Regions from separate parts of the Lactuca sativa genome. Here region 2 is linked to region 1. The links are chromatin contacts, called in public Hi-C maps. All regions are on one chromosome and are shown on one strand. Each heading gives the region's core, a stretch centred on a gene start, on an enhancer-like site or on the middle of the called end of the contact. The rest is flanking DNA. Distances are from core to core; before and after follow the strand shown. Region 1 holds the start of LOC111908344. Region 2 holds the start of LOC111908342.

Region 1 (4,851 bases), core at 1,080-3,579:
TGCAATTCTAGTCCCATCAATAGTAGGAATACAGTACAACATGTTTTGTCATGTAAACAAATTGACCAGGACAAAAGTTGCAAAATTTTGTCCTATCGACATTTGTCTGAGTCCAGTAAGTCAAATGCAGTACAACATGTTCTGTTCTGGAATGCCTGGGCAGATTGAGATTTACCTTGAATATATCGAACCAAAATGTCATCTTGACATTATATAAAACTCGTATTCCCGAAAGGATGGCGCTATGTAGAACCACGCCTCTCAATCTTTGTAACCGAGCTGCCAAGTGTAACGTGGGCCCACTGCCAACAGATTGGCCGTATAAGATGATGTCTTCTTGTTTAATTCCATATTTGTCCTTCAAACAATTGTACACTGCCTCTATGTCGTAGTATGTGTTGAGTTCAGACGGCTATATATCCATAAAATGAAAGAAACAAATAATATTTAGAAAGTCATTTTGTGCCTTGTTTCAAGTAGTTTTTATATATAAAAAGAAAGTGTGAGATGCAATAATGTCTTGGTTTATTTCTTACCTTCCCCGTTGATGCTCCATATCCCGAGTAGTCATAACTACAAAGTACAAATATATACCATATAAGCCAACGACACGAAATAAATCTAGAAAAGTTTGTAATATACGTTTTTTTTTTATCATCAAAAGAAACTAAATTAAATGGAATTCATAAAATAATACTCGTAAGGGTTCGAGTCTAAGCAACTACGGGTATGTGAGTTTAAATTCCAATATGGATTGGGTTCTTATTTTAGTATACATGATTGACATCTCACATGATGCAGTGGGTGTGGCAGTGTGGGCCACCACACTGACAGCACAGGGGTTGATGAAAGAATAACTTTTTTTTTTGCAGAAAAGATACTAGATTAATGAAGACAAGAGATGATCAAATGGGAACTATGAGCGACTTCTAGCTTCATGGAAACTAAACAATTACATGTGCAAAAGTGCAAAAAAGAAAACTATAAAGTAACAAGACCCGCCAACAATGAAAATTAAGATGATAAGAAAAACACATGTTATTGGTCCCACTCGTCTTCTTCCATTCCTTTTTTAGCACCCACAATCATGTTAGCTTTGTCTTCCAATTGACCCGCTACTAATAAGAGAGAAACAATTCGTATAACTATTCAAATCAAACTAAATCCGGATCTTTTCACGAAATTGACACCATGTTTTACTTTTACTTTTACTTCTATCAAGTTCATTTAGCTTTAAAGAGTTTGTTAGGTTTGCTTAGAGTGATCATATCCATGAAAACAGTTCAAATCAGAACACATTATTGCACTATCAATGAGCTCAAAAGTCAAAACACCAAGAACCAAATTCTTTTACTTTTGATCAAACAAACACCCAAATACTGTAAGACCAACATCGAAACACATCTAAGATTCAACAAAAACACTTATATTCGATCCACAAGTTTAAATTTAATCAAGCTACAGTAGTGTAAAGTAAAGTGGGTGTATGTGCACAAAGATTCTTCGATTGAAACACATGAGAAAATGAGATCAACCAAATATGAAAAGAAGCATAGAGATCATGAACACCCATTTCAACAGAATCACTTAAAACCCCAATAATAGAAGCAATGAAAAGATGTAATGAAACAGGAATTGGGAAAAGATAAAGATACCTCATGATATTGAGTCTGAGGTGAGCTCTGAGTTCGATAAATAGTTCTTGCATCTGCCCCAAATCAGCAGCGTTGCCATGAGAGTAGAGAAGGGTGAATTTACCAAAAGGGTGTTTCCAGAAGGTAGCAACGATTTTGTTTCCGACCTTTGTATCAAGCAAATGAACGTCGACGTTTTTATCAGCTGTTATACCTGTAATACAGTATCTTTTATCGCCATTTGGTGTATCTTCTTCGTCTCTAAAAACATCATACGATGGTGGTTCTGGTGGGAAAAATGCAAATTTTGCAGCTATGTTTGAGGTTACATTTCCCATTTAACAACAAAACCCCACCTCATAAATATCATTAATTTCCCCAAGATACAGAAACCCCTTTTTCGATTTCTGTAATTCGTTGTAAGATAGAACGGGATTTTCAATCTGGGTTTGAAATTTTTGAATACTTTTACTTCAAATTTTCGAATGGGGGGTGTTCGATTTTGTGTTTGAGTGGCGTGGAAAGGAAGATAAATGATCCGATCTGAGCGAGTAGAAGATGAAAAAAAGATAATGAGAAGCAAAAGAAGAGAAGGAAAGATGAATGAAGAAATGATGTTGTTGATATGATGATGATGATGAATAGATAATAGCAAAGGGTGTGATGGTGATGATCTCAATATTTTTATGTACTGTAGACACTTGTTCATTTATAAATGGTATCCCTTTCGATGTATTATTTGAAATGTCAACTTTACCCCCAAACTCTATCCATGTTCTTCCCTTCATCAATTCTTCTATTAATTTATCAACTACAAAACAATAATTGAAGCAATCTACAAGATTGAATACTTGTTTACGTAATAATATTTATTTCTTTTGTAAAATAAAAAGGTTTTTTATTTATAAATAGAGTGGTTGTTGTTTATTTATATTTAATAATGGTTTACCTTTTTTACTATATATTATACTAAAGATTTTTTAAACAAAGATGTCTAAAAAGAAACTTTGTTACAGAAAATTGAAAATATATGAAAAATCTTTAAATAAACAATCATTAAGTTCAAATCTAAACTGGGGTAATATCATTATAAAAATTGAAAAAAATCTGATGATGATATTAAAACTTTTATTGTATAAAGCAAATATCGGATTGGATTTATACAATGATTGTGACAATTTACTTCTTTAGGGTCGTATATTATTCTAGTGTAAGTGAATTATGAGAGAATTATACTTTAGGAAAGGAAAGATGACTTTAAAGTGATAAAAAAAAAAAAAAAAAAAAAAAAAAAAAAAGGCATATTGAGAAGTGGAGGCCAATTTGGTCTTTCAACAAAGCACTATAGTAAGTTGGTACCTTGTTATCATCGAAGACAGGGGAGAGTCATTGGGTTAAACACTGAAAAATATAATATTTCCTCATTTCCATAAATTATACCTTCGATATTCAAAAAAAAATATAATAAATTTTAGAGCTAAATATTTTTTTGTATGTATAAACGTTTTATTTTTCTTAATTTATGTGAATATAATGCTTACATAGAATATGTAATTATTTATATTATGATCATAAATATAATATATGCAATATTTTACATGTGTCATGTTTAATAAAGTGAAACGTAGTTATCAGTTACACAATTTGATAAAATAAATAAATATTATTACATATATTTATTTTTAAAATGTTTTATTTCTTGGTAATTATTGGGAAAAGGAGTCAAACAAGATCTGCAGGCACGATAGAAGTAGGTTTGACCAAGTTGTCAGAGTCAGAAGAACATTCCACATTTGATTCTTCCTCCTCCAAATTTGGTTTTTACCTCTCTACCGAATACTCCCATAGTTGACTACTGTCAGGATATTTAATTTTTCAAATTATAATGTTACATAATATTATTTTACTTTAAAGTTATTTACTTATTTATATTAAAAAAAAAAATACGAACACCACCTTGACATTCCATTTAAAATATGATAAATTATAATATTTGCGTATAATATAATTTGAGATCTTACTTATATATTTTTATGTTGTTACCGATAAAGCAAAAATGTATGAATAAGTTACTTATTTATTTACAAGTCTTTTGAAATAAGTCAAGACATAATAATTAACAAAACACTAAATTAAACCAACATTTTCATATAAATGATCTTTCAAAATTGTGGGACGAGAAAGTAGATTAGTAGGGCAAATAGGAGAGCATTTCACTTAAGATGATAACTAACTAAAGTTGTTAAAAAATTTGGCTTAACAAGGATACCTCCTTTAGATATGGACTCTGAACACAAGTGTCAGGAGCACTGGCGGAAATCAATGGAAGCCAAGGGGGGCCATGCACCATATTCATATTATAAAGTATCAATATATTATTTGAAAACTTCAATTTGCAACAGTAAGCACCATCGTTTTTTGAAGTTAGGAAATTATTTATTTATTTCATTTAAGCAAAATGGATCTCATCACTTTCCACCTTCTATTTTTTTAGTTTTTACCATACTTTCATTCTTTTCTATCTCATTTCGTGGTTTGTTATTTTCCATGCAAATGTAAATATTATTAAGGATTGGTTAAATGGACATCTCATTTTAACAAATCGATTTCTTGTAGAAAATTGTTGTTGGCCTTATATATCCCACAGGAAAAGAAAAACTAATATCAACAAAATATTTACTTTTCATCTTGATTTTTTTTGTTTAGTATATATACATAATAATAATAATGGTCAAAATTCGATTGCTTTTAAAGTTGAGCGTCAAAATTCAACTGATGATTTTAAAGTTGAGCATAATTGGTATATCTATCCAAATTCAATGAAAAAAATGTTTGATTAAAATTCAATAATAATATATAGTATTTTATTTTATTTATATAAACATCAATCTAAATCTAATTCAGGTCATTGATTAAAATTTAGGCTAGAGCTCGAATTATGCTTATTAACTCGACCTCAAGTTATCATATTAACGAGTTGACATTGAGTAATTTGACTTGCTTACATCTTTACATCTAGTGTTCCTATTACTGAGTTTTTGAATGACTCGTTAGTTTTGTACTTTGAAAGAGATTTTCCGAAAAGATTAGTTTAGAGGAAATTGTCCAAGACTTTAAAAACACAAAGGATTGACGAGTTACACTTTGATAAGCGGTGCAAGAACATTTCATGTTAATTATTTTGTTAAAATTTTGATGTCATATCTTTGAATCAAAT
Region 2 (4,851 bases), core at 874-3,373, 200 kb before region 1:
ATTTTGGTACTGCATCTTACGCCTAACTTGAATAATAAAAATTGAAATAGATTTATCTTGCTTGATTTCTCCGTTCTCACATTCAACATTACCACAATAATTAGATCTCACATGAAATGGACAATGGAAAACCATACAAAAAATTAGATGAATTTATCACAAAACTTGGCACTGAGAGTGAAAGTTTGTTCTGTCACAAAACTTGGCATCGGTAATAGAATCTCACAAGAAATGTAGTACATAAAACTATACAAAAATTAGATAGATCTATCACAGAACTTGGCACCGATAGTGAAATTTGGACTAGAGGTGTTGTCGAAGGTACAATGGTGAAAGTTGGACTAGAGGTGTTGTCGAAAGTACGATGGTTTACACAAACTTGAAGGTACAATCATGTAACGAAACTCACATTTTGATTGAAAGAACGAATTGTTGAACGGTACTAAGAGATGTTAGAACATCACTATTGAAAGAAATTATGAGAACTCAGTCCATGAAGTGATTCTATGTACAAACTTTCCACATTTGTTAAACCACAACACTACCCTATACCCATACCAATGGGGTAATGGGGATATAAGAAGTATAAAAATACAAAAAGAGGATAGAATATAATGTAAAATAAAGAAATCAAGAAATATTGTAGTTTGTCCCAGCTGAAAAGATCCCTACATATAAGATCCTTGAATTTTAAACATAAGTCCGCAATGAACAAAAAAAGCAAAGATGTGTACCTACAAATATATTGATAAACGAGATAAGTCTGTAATTAGATAGGGGAAGGGTCAATTGGTACAACATGAATCGATAAACAAGTATTGGAAGTAAACACTAAAGCAAGCAAATGACATACAATACTAACACTTGTTGAAAGTAGTAGGAAGCATGAGTAAGTGGATGAAAATTGATAAGCAAGCAACAACAAATAAAAGGAAATTATTCCCTAAAATAGTTCACTACGACTCAATCACCCTAATTTCAAGACCAACTTCAATGGCAAAACATTAAAATGGTGATGTTTACACACAAAAATGATGTTTCCAATCCAACTACATACTAAAATGGTGATTTTTAGTGGCTATGTGTTTTAGCCTTCATATTTGGTGTATGAAGCTATCCCACACCCTAAAATGGTGATCTTTAGAGGTTGGTTGGAATGAAATAATCCCTTTTTATGCTTTTAAAGTTTTGTTTTAGTGTTCCATTGGAGTTTGTTTAAGCCTTCATTTTTTCCTATCTAAGGTCATGTCCTCAGTAAGAGCTAACCTCTTCAAGTCCAGTATCCCATTGTCTTCCCACTTTATCATCGGGCAAACTCTCCTCCTCACACCTTCGATTGTGATCGTCAAAACTCTCCTTATAACCTCCGACGTTTGTCTTCTATGAACATGTCCAAACCATCGTAATATATATTTCCTTAATTTCTCTATGACCGATGCCACTCCCAACGAATTTCTAATTACCGTGTTAGGAATCCGATACAACAATGTTCTTCCACATGGTCGCCTCACCATACATATTTATGCAACCTCCATCTTCCTCTCATGTTCCTTTTAATTGGCCAACATTCACACTCATACAACAAATCTAGACACATACAACAAAGTTGGCCTAATCGCCACTTTATAAAATTCCCCTTTTATGTCACACAAAACTTTCATCAACGCCCTCCACTTTAGCCATAGTATCTTTATACGGTGTGTAAGTCCACATTCTATTTCTTATGGATCATAGACCCCAAGTATTTAAATCTCACTTTTAGATGTAAAATATGCTCACTAATGCACACACCTATACCTCAAGAAATTTAAAGTTATCTTAAAAAGTCAAGAATCACTAGGTATCATATAAAAGATGTATGACGGAAATTAAGTGTCTCGCAAAAAGTTATAAACTCAATATTTTCTGAAAAATTCTTCTACGAATTGAAGTAGTTTTTTCACTTTATGAAATCCATATTCTTTAAATATGTGACTATTTTGTGATTACTATTTGAAATATATACAATCCTATACACAACCTTTTCCTGGATTTTTGTGATTAGTCCAAAAATTCAATGTGATAAAATTTTTATTTCTTATATAATTTTAGCATTAGGGTTGAAACTTGAAAAGGGCAAAATGCCGTTATCGCGTACGAAAATTGATGAATAATAAATCCTTAAAGAGAGCTGGTCGGGAAGTGCAAAATCCCTATCTTCATCATAAATACTCACACGATAGATTCCCAATAAACTCTTCAATAAAAGAGCTTTACTCCATGAGATCACATACAGCTTCCACACACTGAGAGATAACCGAATCGCGAGGGGACGAGAGATGACAAGGAGATCTGGGTCCTGTTTCCGGTGTTGTTTGGTAATTTTGGCTGTGATTTCAGCATTGTGTGTATCTGGGCCAGCTCTTTATTGGAAGCTCAAAAGGGGTTTTAATTTGAAACCTGGTTCTTCGATCCATTGTACTCCATGCGTCTGTGATTGCCCTCCTCCTCTCTCCCTTCTCAAGCTTGCTCCTGGTAATCAAACCCTTTTTTCTTGTTTTCGATCTGATTATTAGTTTTTTCACCCTATATGATTTGGGTTTATCCAGAATTTTAAATTTCAATAGAATTTGATGATTAAGCCCTATTTCTGCTCGCTATTTCTTCTATCCATGCCTCACTTTCATTTTCCTCATTAATTGGGCGTATTTGATCTGGGGTTTCTAATAAGTTTTTGATGTTGTGCGAAATTAGCTAATCCATAATTTGATTTCTAATTGAGAAAGATCTAGGTTTTGGACCTTTGGTACTTCAAAATACTCATAATTCTTGATTATTTAAGATCAAATTATACTAAAAATGGTATATCTACATTTCTTTTTGCAGGCTTGGTCAATCTTTCTGTTACAGGTGAGCTCTCATCAACTCATTCTTCATCTTTGATTACCTTTTTGTAGTATAATCTAATGATTCTTTCCAAAAACCAGATTGTGGGAAGGATGATCCAGATCTCAAAGAAGAAATGGGGAAACAATTTGTGGATTTGCTATCAGAAGAGCTTAAACTACAGAAAGCAGTAGGTGAAGAACACATTCGCCATATGAACATTACATTTGGTGAAGCAAGAAGGGTTGCTTCCCAATATCAAAAAGAGGCTGAAAAATGCAACACTGCAACTGAAACATGCGAACAAGCAAGAGAACAAGCTGAGGCTCTCATGAGACAAGAAAAAAAGATCACTTCTTTATGGGAAAGACGAGCTAGAGAACTTGGTTGGGAAGGAGAATAATTGTGTTACTAAAATCTTTTATTCTTGTTTCCTATTTATGCATTTTAGTTTGTGTTGTATTACTGATTATAGGCGTAGGTTTTATTAATATTATTTTAGCTATGCTTTATCTTGCATCAAGAAGACTCTTTTCAAGTAGTGTATCAAATTTGAGTTTATTCTAATATGGTTTGACTCATCTCCAGTTCTTCTGTTATCTGTAAAAAAAGTTATTCTTTTAGCAATCATCAAACATAAAGTAAATAAGGTACATATTAACACATTTCGGGTTCTTTTATTATCCATAAAAAAATTTATTCTTTTTAGCAATCAGTGAACATAAAGTAAATCATGTACATATTGACTCATTTCCGATTCTTCTATTATCTGTAAAAAATGTTAATTCTTTTTAGCAATCAGTGAACATAAAGTAAATCAGGTACATATCGACTCATTTTTGGTTTTTCTATTATCTGTACAAAAAAGTTATTCTTTTTAGCAATCACCGAACATAAAATAAATTAGGTACATGTTGACTCATTTCCAGTTCTATTATCCGTAAAAAAAGTTATTCTTTTTAACAATCATTGAACATAAAGTAAATCAGGTATATATTAACTCATTTCCAGTTCTTCTGTTATTCGTAAAAAAAGTTATTCTTTTTAACAATCATTTAACATAAAGTAAATCAGGTACATATTACTCTTTTCCAGTTCTTCTATTATCTGTAAAAAAAATTATTCTTTTTGGCAATCAGTGAACATAAAATAAATCAGATACATATTGACTCATTTCTGATTCTTCTATTATCTATAAAAAAATTATTCTTTTTAGCAATTACTGAACATAAAGTAAATCAGATACATATTGAGTCATTTCCGGTTCTTCTATTATTTGTAAAAAAAATTGATTTTTTTTAGCAATCACCGAACATAAAGTAAATTAGATACATATTGACTCATTTCCATGTGTTCTATTATCTGTAAAAGAGTTATTCTTTCTAACAATCATTAAATGTAAAGTAAACCAGGTACATAATAGTCTATTGACAAATAGTCCAATGGATAGTTGAACTAAAACTTACATACTATTGCTCACAACACCTCCTCTCATTGTCATTAGGTGAACTAAAACTCGCATAGTATTAACAAAAATTCCAAATTCATATTGGAATTAAAACTCTTACGTTGATCCGGTCTAAGATGAGCAACATGTTAGGTGGTTATCATGTAGTCATTGGGCTTATAAGGAGCCCAACACCTATTGAATTCTGACAAAGAAGAAGCCCAATTCATATTGAAATTAAAACTACCACAACCCTTTGACATTATTTACAAATATACCATCATGGGGTAGTACTATTTTTAAGCATGGTGCTACAAGCAACATAAGTATCAAGAAAACGACATGCCTTTGCATTATGACCATTAAACTGCAAGAAAAACATGCATTGCGGAAAAAAACTAAAGCAAAATTAATATAATATTCGCCATCATATCCATGATGATAAAAAAAACCCAGAGCAACTCTAAATTACATACGAGGAAAACAATAAAAACCTAAGTTGTTGAAGTTGCAGACTCTTTTAATCTTTCTCTATGAGA

Evidence for each region. Hi-C and Micro-C count contacts between places; a contact is called where the count stands out from the background.
Region 2: a contact with region 1 is called in a Hi-C map of leaf, with 10 times the contacts expected there. The contact joins the promoter of LOC111908342 here to the promoter of LOC111908344 in region 1. A contact is called at or near these places in 2 of 4 Hi-C or Micro-C datasets (both in leaf).

Annotation. Positions count from the first base shown.
Region 1 is chr8:94,774,799-94,779,649 of Lsat_Salinas_v11, reverse strand. LOC111908344 reads right to left here and starts at 2,329. Exons shown (of 5, transcript XM_023904166.3): 1 at 1,656-2,329; 2 at 537-573; 3 at 176-412. The coding sequence starts at 1,972.
Region 2 is chr8:94,973,747-94,978,597 of Lsat_Salinas_v11, reverse strand. LOC111908342 reads left to right here and starts at 2,123. Exons shown (of 3, transcript XM_023904164.3): 1 at 2,123-2,514; 2 at 2,866-2,889; 3 at 2,967-3,446. The coding sequence starts at 2,319. The coding sequence ends at 3,268. LOC111908343 (two-component response regulator ORR22) reads right to left here. Exons shown (of 8, transcript XM_023904165.3): 8 at 4,544-4,851.